Linked DNA regions of Gossypium hirsutum: region 2 is linked to region 1. Evidence: chromatin contacts called from public Hi-C data. All regions are on one chromosome and are shown on one strand. Each heading gives the region's core, a stretch centred on a gene start, on an enhancer-like site or on the middle of the called end of the contact. The rest is flanking DNA. Distances are from core to core; before and after follow the strand shown.

The links. A called contact is a pair of places that touch in the nucleus more often than the background predicts.
Region 2: a Hi-C map of leaf shows a contact between it and region 1, with 2.3 times the contacts expected there. The contact joins the promoter of LOC107890066 here to the promoter of LOC107889225 in region 1. A contact is called at or near these places in 2 of 34 Hi-C or Micro-C datasets (both in leaf).

What each region holds. Positions count from the first base shown.
Region 1 is chrA09:66,753,313-66,760,032 of Gossypium_hirsutum_v2.1, reverse strand. LOC107889225 (serine/threonine-protein phosphatase BSL3) reads left to right here and starts at 3,623. Exons shown (of 21, transcript XM_016813580.2): 1 at 3,623-4,867; 2 at 6,163-6,223; 3 at 6,301-6,379; 4 at 6,510-6,589; 5 at 6,674-6,720. The coding sequence starts at 4,414.
Region 2 is chrA09:66,898,906-66,906,008 of Gossypium_hirsutum_v2.1, reverse strand. LOC107890066 reads right to left here and starts at 1,602. Exons shown (of 1, transcript XM_016814580.1): 1 at 1,162-1,602. The coding sequence starts at 1,602. The coding sequence ends at 1,162. LOC107890300 (a long non-coding RNA gene) reads right to left here. Exons shown (of 3, transcript XR_001681912.2): 3 at 4,791-4,836.

The sequences.
Region 1 (6,720 bases), core at 2,374-4,873:
TCAACCACTCATTCAATTTAGTCCAAAACATACATTTAGGCCTATTTTCACTTTAGCCCTAAAATTTTACACTTTTAACAATTTAGTCCCTATTTCACAAATACACAAAATTCACATATTTTCAGTAAACCCAAGCTTGACCGAATTACATATAAGTCCCTAGCAGCCCAAAAATTTCATTTGTTTCACATTTCAACCACTCAATTTGCGTATTTCATAATTTAATCCCTATTATGCAATTTCATCAAAAATCACTTTACAAAACATGAAAATCTATCATCCAAAATTAATATTTCATCTTCAAACACCAAAGACCACATAAGATCGTCGATGGAAAATCTTAAAATCTTTAACAGTTTCAAAATTAAAGGTACGGGCTAACTAAATTACAAAGCAACGATCTCAAAAACGTAAAAATCATTAAAAAACAGAGCTCAAAACACTTATCAATTAACCTTGCAAGTGCTGAACCCTAAAACACAATTAAAGACTTTATTCTTCACCAACATTCAGCCAAAAGATAGAAAAGATGGACAAAATTCACTTTGTTTTTATTAATATAACCTTCATTAACTATTTTACTATTTTAACCTTAAAATTAATACAAAATTTCATTTATGCCAAATCATTAACATCCACTAACCAAATAATAGAATATTTACCACTTAAGGACCTTAAATTTAAGGTTCTATAGCTATTAGACACCTTTAGCTAATAGAATAGTACTTTTATATTTTACACGATTTAGTCCTTTTTCTCAAATTGAGCAATTAAACGATAAAATTAGCTCACGAAATTTTCACACATATCAAATAACATTCTGTAAATACAAAAAATAATATTAAAATAATTTTTTAGTATTGGATTTGTGGTTCTGAAACCACTGTTCCGTTTTAGCTAAAACCGACCTGTTACAGTAACACATTCAAGGTAATATATGTGGACTTATTTGCCCACCATATGGATCATTTTAAGTACTCGATGGTTTGAAAGATATATCAACAATATGATCACATGTGTATTTATTGTTAACTTGCAACTTGACTTTTGCGAGATTGCTTGTACAAGTAATTAAATTAGGGGCATAATTTCCAAATTATGTAATTGAGAAAATTTGTCTTGATAATGTTGGTGAATTTATGTCTTAGGTTTTCAATTATTATTGTATGTCCATAAAAATAACATTTGAAAGTCTTTTTTCTCATGTTCATAAATAGAATAATCTACCAGAATCATTAATAATCACTTCCAAATAATTGCTAGACCATTACTTATAAGAACAAAGCTTATTGTTTCAACACGAAGTTATGTTGTTTTACATGCTACAACACTTGTATCATCAATCTAATAGGTTATCATAAATATTCTACATTACAATTGGCTTTTGGTCAAAGTAAAATATTTTCCAATTTATTGTTGATGAAACAATGTTCCTAACATTAGGGGGGAGAAAATAAGCAATTGATAAAAGAAATTACATGGAATGAATCATTATTATCTTATCAAGATATTTGAACGATTCAATGTAAACTAGAAATTTAAAAGATAATCCATTTACGAAGTATAACAATCAATGGCCAAAGGTATTTACTAACTAGAAAAGAGTTATTAATTTTTATGTACCATCTAAAAATGTTTCAATTTGAATTTATGTCCTTATAGGACAATTTACTAACGCCAATGAAAATCCTCTTCCAAAGCCTAATAGATTAATTGGTTTTAAAGATAAAAATCGTTGTAAAAAAAAAGCAAATGCTATAAATGACTATATTGTAGAGGTGAGCATTGAAAAAGAGGGTAACGACATAACTGCTTAGAAAACCTAGAAATAGGTTAAGGTACATGATCAAAGTAATAATGATGAAGAGATTTTGATAAATTATGTTACTATAGGAAAAGATGGAACTAAGAAAATTTATTTGTTGACAACATTTTTCTTGTATTGCTGTTAAAATAATACTAGAAAATGAGGATATTGAATTTACATATATTGAGGAATGTAGAAAAGGAGAAAATTGGCCAAATTTGAAAGATGTAATTCAAGTAAATTGAATTCACTTACTAAATGTGAGGTTTTCGGACTTGTAGTCTAAACAATAAAGGTGTCAAACCTGTAAGATATAAATGAGAATTTGTACAAAAATAAAATTAAAGAAATGAAACCATAAGATATAAAGCATGACCTGTAACATAAGAGTTTTTGCAAAGACTTAAGATTGATTATGAAGTGACATATTTTTTTTTGGTTATTGCGATCATGTTTAAATATATTATTAGTTTGGTATTTATGAAAAACTTGATAGACATCTAATGGATGTCGTTACAGCCAATTTGTATGGCTCACTTGATAATGAAATTTATATAAAAATTCCTAAATGATTTAAAATCGTAGAAGGATACTAAATTCTCAGAAAAAAATTGTACGACTCACTTGATGCAACATTTTTCTGTAAGCTTGTTGGCAAGATTTAGCTCTTCTCTAACATACAGACATTAGAATGGAATTTAACATATTTACATATCTCATATGTTTAATTGGTATATGATTATTTTATTCAAATGATTCAAAATCTCAATTAATTGACTATGCATATGCTAGATATTTATTATATTAGCATAGAAGTTGATTTCAAATGAGATATTTATTTACATGTGGGGGAAAAACCCCATCATGACGTTTAACAAAATGTACATTAGTTACACTTCTTTAAATAATGCAAGAATAATTGCAATGCAAAAAGCAAGGCAAGAGCATGCTTGGCTAAGACTATCAACATAACATGTTCAAAAGATAAGTAAATTACATGGAAAAAGATGTTAAGTATCTTATACGAAAATAATACAATATATATAACTCAATTAGAGGAAAAAAAACTTCAAAGAAGATACAACAAATCATATTTTATTGAAATTATTATTCAATAAGAAACGTGATATTGAAAGATTGAGATAAAAAATTAGAATACATTAATTCAAATATGTAACGTGATGTGGTTGTTAAGGGAGCTCAAAACATAAACTACGTCTTTTCTTTTAATTAAAGTTTTGTTAGAACAAAGATTTAGGGTTTTTTAATTTATTAAAAATCTGTTATAATAAGATTTGAATGGGGATATTTTTAGAGAAAGTATTTATTATAAAAATTAAATTATGCTAATAAATCTTTTTATGTTCAATTATGACTTCATCTAATCTACATAATTTGGATGTTAAAAGAGTTATTAAGACATGTAGGTTGTCTTTATATGGAAATAGAAGAGGAGAAATGAGTGGATGTATTTCAAAAGAAAATAAAAAGAATATTTTTAGTTTGGTAAAATTAATTAAAAAGTGAAGTGTTATTTAATGCGTATAGTTGTTAATGCTTCAAAAGTCATGGCATTAGAGAATGTAATCTATTAATACAGAAGAACCCTAAAACAATAAATACCTTATTTTGAGTCTGGAATTCCTACTTCCACGTGTCGCCTAATCTAGCCTTGCGCGTGGAAATCCAGGCGTATTATTGCGCGTGGTTTGTGAATTCCTCCATAATAGGTGGCAAAATGCACACCTCCTTGCAAATAGGAATCGGTAATCACCGTTATATGTTAACCCCTTTCCGGTTACCCTTCCCCGTTCTCCGCCTTCATTATCCCCTCTAAGACGGCGCCCACTCTACTCCTTGTATAAGTCCCTTTACCGGCTGCTCCGGTAAAAGATAGAAACAATTAATAAATAAAAATCAACTTTATTTTTACGAAAAAGAACAGAGTGAGTTACGCTTACATAACATACACATTCTAGAGAGAGAAAATGAGATCATTAATTTTCATCTCTTTGTTGTTAAAAAGGCTTTGAGTTTGTCACCCTTCTTTTTTTTTCTTTTCTCCATTCAATTTTCCCTCTATTTCCTGGAATTATAACTAATTTTTCCTGGAATGTGTTTGTGGAATTTTCTAACGAGGTGGTTAATTCACGATCTGAGCTAGGGTTTTCGAAAAATGTTGATCGGAAAATCGAATTAGCTCTGATTTTAGGTTGAAGATCTTGATTTGCCTCGATTGAGGGTTTTATAATTTTGAATTTTGCTTGTTTAGCACTTTCTTCATCTTAACCTTAACCTTCTAGTACTAATCAATCACCTCTCTGGGAAAGACCTTTCCATCTCAGGAGGGAGCCGGCGGTGTTTTTGCCCGCGTTGGTGGCTTGTTTTGCGAGTGAAGCCATTGGAAAAGTAGTTAGGGCTTTCTCTTTGTCGACTTACAATCGCAGGTCTTTCGCTTTCGTTGGCATTCTTCTATTAAGTCGCAGTAAAATTTCAAGCTCAAGCTTACACCGTCAATGAAAGTGCAATAGCGTTAAGGAAAGATAGTGTGCCTAGTTTATTTACGATTTGTTGAACTTAGGGCTTAATTTGGGAACGTTAAAGAAATGGATGTGGATTCGTCGATGGTGCCTGAGACTGACCACGATCAGAATCAAAACGGAGCTTCTCAATCTTCAGCGCCGATGGAGAGGGAGCAACAGCAACAAAACCAGCAACTAGAGAACCAGGCTTCGCCACCGGGACCTGTTGGATCTGCGCCCACTTCGGCGCAACAACAGTCTGCTGCTGCCCCACCTGCTACTCAGGGACAGCCGCAAACGCCGGTGGTTGGGCCAAGATGGGCGCCCACTTATTCGGTGGTTAATGCGATTATTCAGAAGAAAGAAGACGGGCCAGGTCCTAGGTGTGGGCATACTCTAACGGCTGTGGTAGCTGTGGGGGAAGAAGGGACGCCTGGGTATATTGGGCCCAGGTTGATTTTATTTGGTGGCGCCACGGCACTCGAAGGGAATTCTGCTGCTTCTGGGACTCCATCGTCGGCTGGAAGCGCTGGCATCAGTAAGTTATTTTTATTTTCTTCCATTTTGATGTGATGTCTAAGAAACCCTTAAAATTTACTGTGGTTTAAGTGATTTAAGATGCAAAGAAATTTGGCCATAGCCTATAGGTGTCCACATATTTGTGAGAACCTTAGAGGATTTAAGATGCGTATTCTTTAGAGTTTAGACCCAGAAATTATTGCTTCAGCAATTCATATTTGGTGAGAAACCCTAACTTAATACTAGGCCAAATTACTCAGCTGATGTTTGTATTAAGGTAAATAACTGTTTTCTCCTTTTATTGGTTTGGGGAGGAAGGAACTACTCTAAAGAGTCAAGTTCTTTTCTTTTTGTTGTTTGGAAAGAAAGAAAGAAAACTCTAAAGGGGTGCCACTTCAAGAAGGCTGATTTTTTTTTACAGAATAGATGTAGTGTGATAATCTTTTAGGTTCTTCGCTAATACCAAGTTAAATGAATTTTAAAACCGTCTATAGCTTGGAATTATGGAGGTGGCATCTGAACCTTGCATTCTTTGGGTTTTGCACAATTCAAAATGCCCATGATTTTGTCTTATGGAGTGATGGAAGGCTAGAAGTATATTCCTTTCCTCTTGGTCCTTGTGTGAAACTGATGTTTCAATATTTTCAGTTTTGTATTCTGGAGTTTGCACTCTCCCTGCCCTCCTGTTTTTTCCTTCCATGCCAGCTCCCAAAACACTTTAAAGATGTTTTCTGGTGATATTTTGGACGCTGATTTTTTTGGACTTCTTACCTTTTTTCAAAGTTAAACTAGCAATACGACTATTTTCAGCTTACAGTTTTAAATATCCTGGTTTACCTTAAGTTGCAAATAGAAACTTCTTTATTCAGAAAACGCCATGCCTAAATTTTCCTGCTGTTACGATTAATGTTCCAATTTATCCTTTTGAAATAGTCATGCTTCTTCTTCTTCTTTATTTATTTATTTATTTTTTATAATTCATGCTCCTCTAACTAAGAAAAATAATATCTTCATTCTTTTGAAATAATCATCATATAGTGCATACACTTAGGATGATTGAAGTTTAAATATCGGGCTTCATTTTAAGTTTTGAATGGTAAAATAATCAAGGATTTTTGATCAATTTTCAAGTAATAATGAATAAGTAGGACCTTTATTTGGCTTAATCCCCAACAAATCTGCAACATATGGAATGTCAAGGATGGTTGTTGTTGCCCCTATCCCTCTTTTAAGAAATAATTCTTTAGAATTTTTCTCTTTTGTGTTGGATGATGTTCATGGTCTAAACTTCTTTTTGTTTCTATTAAATTTCAGGACTAGCAGGTGCCACTGCTGATGTGCACTGTTATGATGTGTTAAGTAATAAATGGTCTAGGTAAGCCTAGGACTAAGGGTTCATTACTGCTGTTCTGCATTCCTGATATCCACTTGACTCGTTATGTAATCTCACAGGATCACGCCCTTTGGAGAGCCACCTACACCAAGGGCAGCTCATGTGGCAACTGCCGTGGGAACTATGGTCGTTATTCAGGTTAGAGCACACTGTATTTTATCATAAATCCTTTGTTTTTTTTTTTTTCTGTTTACAATGTTTTTATTTATTTAAGTTTCTTCCCTCTACTGTTAGTAATTCCTCATGTGAAGTTTTTATTTTGACTTAGGGTGGAATTGGTCCAGCTGGTTTGTCTGCTGAGGATCTTCACGTTCTTGATCTCACACAGCAGCGACCACGGTGGCATAGGTTTGGTCTTGAAGGATGCATGTGTTTGCACCTTATTTATACTGTTATGGTTGGCTATTGATATGACTTTTCATTGTACTTCAGGGTTGTTGTGCAAGGCCCTGGGCCAGGGCCACGTTATGGACATGTGA
Region 2 (7,103 bases), core at 353-2,852, 150 kb before region 1:
ATGAAGATGGGTTGGTCCTAGGTGGTTTGGAACAGCACTTGTCTGAGAGTTGGGATGCTAAATGGGTGTAGGCCTATGCTATCCAAATGAAACTTGATTTTGCTCGAGAGATTGGCTTCATGGATATTATTATTGAGGCAGAATTTTTTTTTTTGGTCTCTAAATTCTCAATTGTTACTCTAGATTTAGCACATTTGGGTATTTTGTTAATAAGGCTCGTTTATGTCATCTTACTTTAGCTCTTTATATTTTTGTTATGTTCCTAGATGGGCTAATAAAGTGACTGATAGCATTAGCCGCATGGACTTAAATAGTGGACATGAAACCCAGTTTGATATGTGCTACATGATCATGTAATTGCTAACTCTTTTTGAATTTATGAAATTGTGGAACGAGTTTTCCTTTTAAGAAACCTCATTTGCCCCTACTGTGTTGCTGCTGTATATGGTCGGTGCTTGCACTGCTGACCCACCTTCTCCCTCCTCTCTTGATCATTGAATACTTGATTTCTTCTTTTCCTATCTGTTTTCTTCTCTTCTCCTTTCCTTTGCTCTTTTCAGTTTCTTCTTTTTCTTTTGCCGGACTCTTGTTGTTTATTGTCGCCGGTGGTTGTTAGGAAGAAAGTCTTTCGGTTCCTTTGAGTCGAGGTGTAAGCTTTTTGGAATCCCTTTGAGATCGTTGCCGGTGGCTTGAATTGATGTTGGATTATTTGGCCCTCTCTGTTGTTTCAGGTTAGCAGAGGCATCTTCATAATAACAGTGGCGAAGGCGTAGACGAAGACGAAGACCATTTCGCATCAGGGTGGGATAGTAATCCATCAATGTTAGGAGCGAGAATTCAAGCAAAGGGTGGTTTTATTCCCTTGGAGGGGTTCTTGAGGTCTTTGGCTTACAGGACCACTTTGTGTTATAAATAAAATTTGTTGTTGAAAATGAAAGCAAAAACAAAATAAATAGTTGAGAATAGTGAGAATAAAGAGACAAAGTTAAAGATAATAATATGTAGCATATAAAATAAAATAATGAAACAGGTTTTGGATGGTGAGTTATGATTTGATCTCATTATGAAGTAAAAACATAAAACACCTAATCGAAGTTTCTAAAGAACAGTGAGAAAAAATAATCAAATTTTCCAATTGGAAAAAGGTAGCCCACAGTGGATTTAATTCCTTTCACACATCACGTCATGGGTCTCTTTTTCCGAAGGATCTCTCCAAAACCCGGTCCCAAAGAACCGGTCCGACTTCTTGTCCTCCGAATCCACGGTTACCCTGGACCCATCATCCGCATTACCCACCATTTGGTGTAGCTCCGTGTCCTGGTCCTCACTAGACGACGTAGGATGAAAGCCATGGCTCTTGCTCTTTCCTTTCTTCCTTCTGCAAGCCTTCTTGCAAAGTCCAGTAGGAACCTTGTAAAGTCCTAAAACAAGCAGCTCCATAATGGTAAGTGGAAAGCAGCAACACACCGCCGTGCACTCCGCTGCAGAACCACCGACCATTCCCCCATAATTCCTCCCTTTTCTCTCTGTCTTCAGGTCATCAGGTGAACACGGACGTTTGTGTCTCACTGGCGGTGAACGAGACAAAACTTGAAGAGTCATTTTTAACCGATAATGTGTTTCTTCTCTCTCTAAATCCCCTTCCCCTCTCCCGAAAATAGAAGCTAGAGGAAACGAAAACGGTGATTTTGAAAAGAAGAAAACATGGGAGAAGGTGATTCTCGATTCATTTTGGAACAAGTTTTTTCCTTTTCCTTATTCTATTTCATTTAAATCAAAAACCTCACAAAAGTGAAAGGGGAATTGGGATTAAAATTAGAAAAGGAATTTCCCGAGAATATCGACGGAACATTCAATGTCTTTTACTTTTCTTATTTTAGTTTGTTTGACAAAAGTCAAACACAAACTATTTTGATTTTTAATTATCAAACGGAAGAAGTTGGTAACCAATATTATATTTACTATAATTCTGAATCAAAACTCACAACTTAAATCTAATATACTAACTTTTTAGTTTTCGTAACATATGAGGTTCAATTTTTTGACAAACTAAAATAGATACACTAACTTCTTATTTTTTTTTATAAAGTATAATTGGATTTATATATTTATCAAAATTATTTTTTTGGTAAAAATATTTTACATTAGCATTTAATGTTTTCCCATGTTACGATATCAATGGCATGCGATTCATTGTTAATTTATAACATTTGGTATACAGTAGAAGATATTGATCAAAATAGTAGAAAAGTTACATTATCACGTTTACTTCGCTAAGTACTTTTTTTAGGAATGTAATGATAATTTGCAAATTTACTTTTATTAAATAATAATATTCAAGTATTTAATTTTTATAATAAATTTTATTCTTAACAAATATTTGGATTAAATATTTAATAATAAATTTTAATTGAAAATTTTATTCTTTTTAATTTACAATTTTAATTGAAAGCAAAATTGTTTCAAATTTTTCTAAATATAATAATGTATATATGACCTGTCGTTAAATGTAGTAGTTAATTCGGATCAATTTTGCACTTAAGGAGTTTGTTTTCTATGCAATTTAGTATTTAATCACTACAAGAAAATAGATTTTTAGCGGCGCTTTTTTTAGCCTTTAGTGGCGCTTTTTAAAACGCCGCAAAAAACGCCGCTATAGGTAATGCCACAAAACTTTGTGGTGTTTATTGAAAAAAAAAACGCCGCTAAAAAGTCACAACTTTTAGCGGCGTTTGTGGGAAAAACGCCGCTAAAAGTCACGGCTTTTAGAGGCGTTTGTGGGAAAAGCACCGCTAAAAGTCACGGCTTGTAGCGGCACTTTTTCCACAAACGACGCTAATTTTGACAGATTTGCAATATTTTTTTCACCAATATCCTGCCCTTCCTGCATTAAAATCCAACCAAATACAACAAATATAGTATAAAATGCAGCCGAAAACAGCAAATTTAGCATAAAAAATACAACCAAAAACATTAATTCTAAATGATACTTCAAATTTAACTAAAGATATATGATATAATTAATAAATAAAGTATAATTTAAAATATTCTTACAATAATGTTAAACGTGACAGAACTTAAAAACATTCTTACAATAAGAAAACTAAAGTCTAAGATGGCGGCTTTTGCGATTGCTGAAACATATGCATCATCTGCTAAAGCTGTAGCTGGAGGTCATCGTACTTTTTGCTCTGCTCTGTTACCATCGCTCGTGCCTCTGCCTCTCTCGTTGCAGCCGCTGCCTCACTCTCTTCTGCCTCTGCTCTAAGTTGTTGCTGGAGTTCTTCATATTTTCGTTGAACCTCGGCAATTTGCTCAACCGTGTTCGCTTGCATCTAAGCTATCTGGTCTCTTAACCTCTGAGCTTCAGCTTGAGCTTGCCTTCCGGAAGGCATGTATTGTTGGGAGCCAGATCCAAAATATTGGGTCGGGGTAACACCAGATCCTTGAAATCGAACCCAACCGTACCTTTCAGGACCCAAAACTTCAGTGATAATTATGTTATCAATGTTCTCAAGATTAACAGAACTATCACTTGAAGCAATCGCTTCATATTTCGCCTTCTTCTCCTTTAGTTTCTCCTAAAAAATCAATTAAAGAGTTAGAAACGAAATATATAATAAAAAGGAATGCAACATAACTTAACATTATTTAAAACTACTAATGATGAATTGAATTAAACAATTATAATTAAAGATTATAAATATTTAGAATAAATCAAATATTATTAAGTAAATATACCATAATTTCTCCAGCTTCGGATGTCATAGGAGATCCATCTTTCTTCCTATGCGTAATCTCAAAAAGCTGAAGGCGTCCAACTTTTTGTCCGGATTTGACTTCCTACAATATAGTAGTAAAAATATTATTTAATAATAGAAAGTTATTAATATTTGAAATAATTAATAAATTCATAATACCTCGGCCTCAGCTACAGAAGCAAAACTTCTCGACCCTGCCGTGTGCGTGAATTTTTGTTTTTCCCTGCTGCTTGTTCCAACTCGCTCACAGTCCTACATAATAAAATTATTATTACGTATATAGTAAACACTATATATAAGAGTTTGGAAATACGCAATACCTCTCCTTTCTTTGAATTCCAAAATCTAACCGCATCTTCCCATTGATACCTCAGCATTCCCGGCGGGACATTTCTCAATTTTTCCTCGAGGCTTATGTCTTTCTTAAAATATTGTTTCTGTAAAATGCTTTTATTGTCTCTTCATCTTTTAGCTAATGCCTTCTTGATATAATCATCGGAGACTTCTAAAGCAAATCTCTCCTAAAAAAAACATAAGTTTAGAATGTAAATATAAATGAAACTTAAACCAAAGTATTATAAATTACATTCACATTTTGTTACCTTAATATTAGCGAGAGCCTGATTTTTGTTGCTATCAGGCATGTGATGCCATGATTCGTAGTTGATGGGCAACATATTTACATTTCGTGCTAAAATGCCCAAATAGCCTGCTAAAAGTCGAGCTTCAGATCCAACAGGCTGACCATGAGTATTTCTACTTACTTTAACACGCTCGACAGGATCTAAGTCGTATAAATCTCTAAGCAGCGTACGTCCTCGAACTCTGCGCGTCCCACCACTTTTAGCTGAAAAATGATATACTATTATTATATTAAAATTGACAAATAATTCAATAATAAAAGTCAACACATGTAAAATGAACATAACATTACTTTGAAATTCTTCAGGCTCATCAAGTGTCTCCAGCACATTCGAAGATCCAACAACTGTCTGCTGTTCACTATTTCCTTCTTCCGAATTTGGAGTATTCTGGACAATACTTAAATCTTGTAATCTTCTTCTACGCATTTTTCCTGCAATACACATAAAATAGTTAAAGTTTTAGTAACAAATTACAACAATAGTAGTACATATAAAATAGTTAAATTATATAACATGACAAAGATTAAAATTATAATATTACATATAATTAAAAAATTGTAAAATCTTACTACATCATTATTCGTAAATATCTTCATCCACATCATGTCGAACCCATTGATGTTGTGTATTAGTACTAGGGATATTTTCATCTAAGTTTTGTTCTGGAAAAGATAATGTTTCTGATCTTTCGACGATGTCATCTCTACTTCCATTACCCATGTCAAACAAGTCTTTAGGGGTGTTCCGGAGTACAACATACCAACCCTCATCAGTTGGATCTTTCGAATAAAAAACTTGTTTCACTTGAGAGGAAAATACATATGGCTCGTCCATCAATTGTTGTCCAGTGTGAATCAAGCGAGAGAAATTTAACATTGTAAAACCAAATTGATCTTCTTTAATTCCTTGAGCAGTATTAACATCAGCCCAATCACACCGAAATAAGACAACTTTCCATCTGCCATAGTAATCCAACTCAATAATGTCAGTAAGAAGTCCGTAATACTCCACATTGCCCTCAACCGGATTACTGCCCCTAGCACTAGCATAACTTGTAATTGAAGAATTAACAACAACTCCACAATTTTGAGTTCTCCTCATTCTCTCACGATACTTTGTATGAAATCTGTATCCATTGATGAGGAAGACACTATATCTTTTTATTGTTCTGTTCGGACTTTGGGAAAGCCATTTAATTTCGTCATTGACGTCCTTTCCACTCCAAACCTATTGAATCGAAAGTAAATTAAATAATTAACTAAATTTCGGGATTATATGTAACTTATTAACTTTAGTTACATATCGTTTGACTTAACCATTCATGAAAAGATTCTGTGAATAACTTATTAATCTCTCGATGTTGCAATCTTTGAGAGCGTGCACGAGATCTCAAAATTTGTTTGTACTCACTATGCTAAAAACAAGTGTAATTGGTTAGAAGATAAACAAATCAAAATGATGAATATGTGAGGAAATTTTAAAACTTACTTGCGTAACGGTTCAACTAAATCATGGTGAAAAAGTACATATCGATGTGTTAGTATCCATGATATATCATCTAATTCTACAATTTCAACTTTGCTGATTGGTTCTCCATAACTTTGGAATAAATAAGTTTCGGCCAAGTTATGATCATTGAGCCCAGCATTTCTATTTGGTCTATTCAATCGTGTTTCAACATCTTCTAAATATCTAGAACAGAATGTCATGCACTCCTCTGCCAAGTAGCCTTCAGCAATTGATCCTTCTGGATAACGCTTATTGCGACAATAAGATTTTAATTTGCTTAGGAACCTAAACACGATATACAATATTTATCAAAAGTTGTAACTAAATATATAGACGCGAATAAATAAATATTTGACAAATAAATTAACACCTTTCTATTGGATACATCCATCGATAAAAAACCGGTCCACCAAGTATTGCTTCGTGAGGGAGATGGATTACCAAGTGCACCATAATAGTGAAGAATGAAGGTGGAAAGATCTTCTCCAAATTGCATAAAGTCAAAGCAGCTCGATCCTGTACTTTCTTAAGTTCTTCAACATCCAAAACTTTGCCACAAATAGCTTTCATTATATTGGATAGTTCAATTATACAGGACGTCACATTTTTTGACATACAACACCGTAAAGCAACTGGGAGTAAATCTTGCATCAAGATGTGGTAATCATGTGATTTTAATGAATATAAACTTCTATCTTTAAGACTCACACATCAAGATATATTTGACGCATACGCATCTGGGACCTTTATATCCTTCAACACCACACAAAACACCTCTTTCTCTTCCTTTGACATTGAAAAAATAGAAGGTGGCAACCGATATTTCCCATTCGGAAGTACTTGAGGATGAAGATCATGCCGAATTCTCATGTCAACTAAATCAAGTCGACTCTGAAGATTGTCTTTTGATTTTCCATCGACATTCAAAATTGTCCCAATTATGTTCTCACAGACATTCTTCTCAATATGCATGACATCAAGATTGTGGCGTAAAATATTATGCTCCTAATAAGGCAACTCAAAAAAATACTTCTTTTTTTCCACAAGTCTGCCTCATTAGGATCATCCTCTTCGTCAGATTCATAATCAATTCATCCCTCGATCTTCTCTTTGATTGTGTGTTAGGTGGTTGATTCATCTTCCCATAACTGAAGTTGATATCTTTTAACATAAACAAGATTTCAGATCC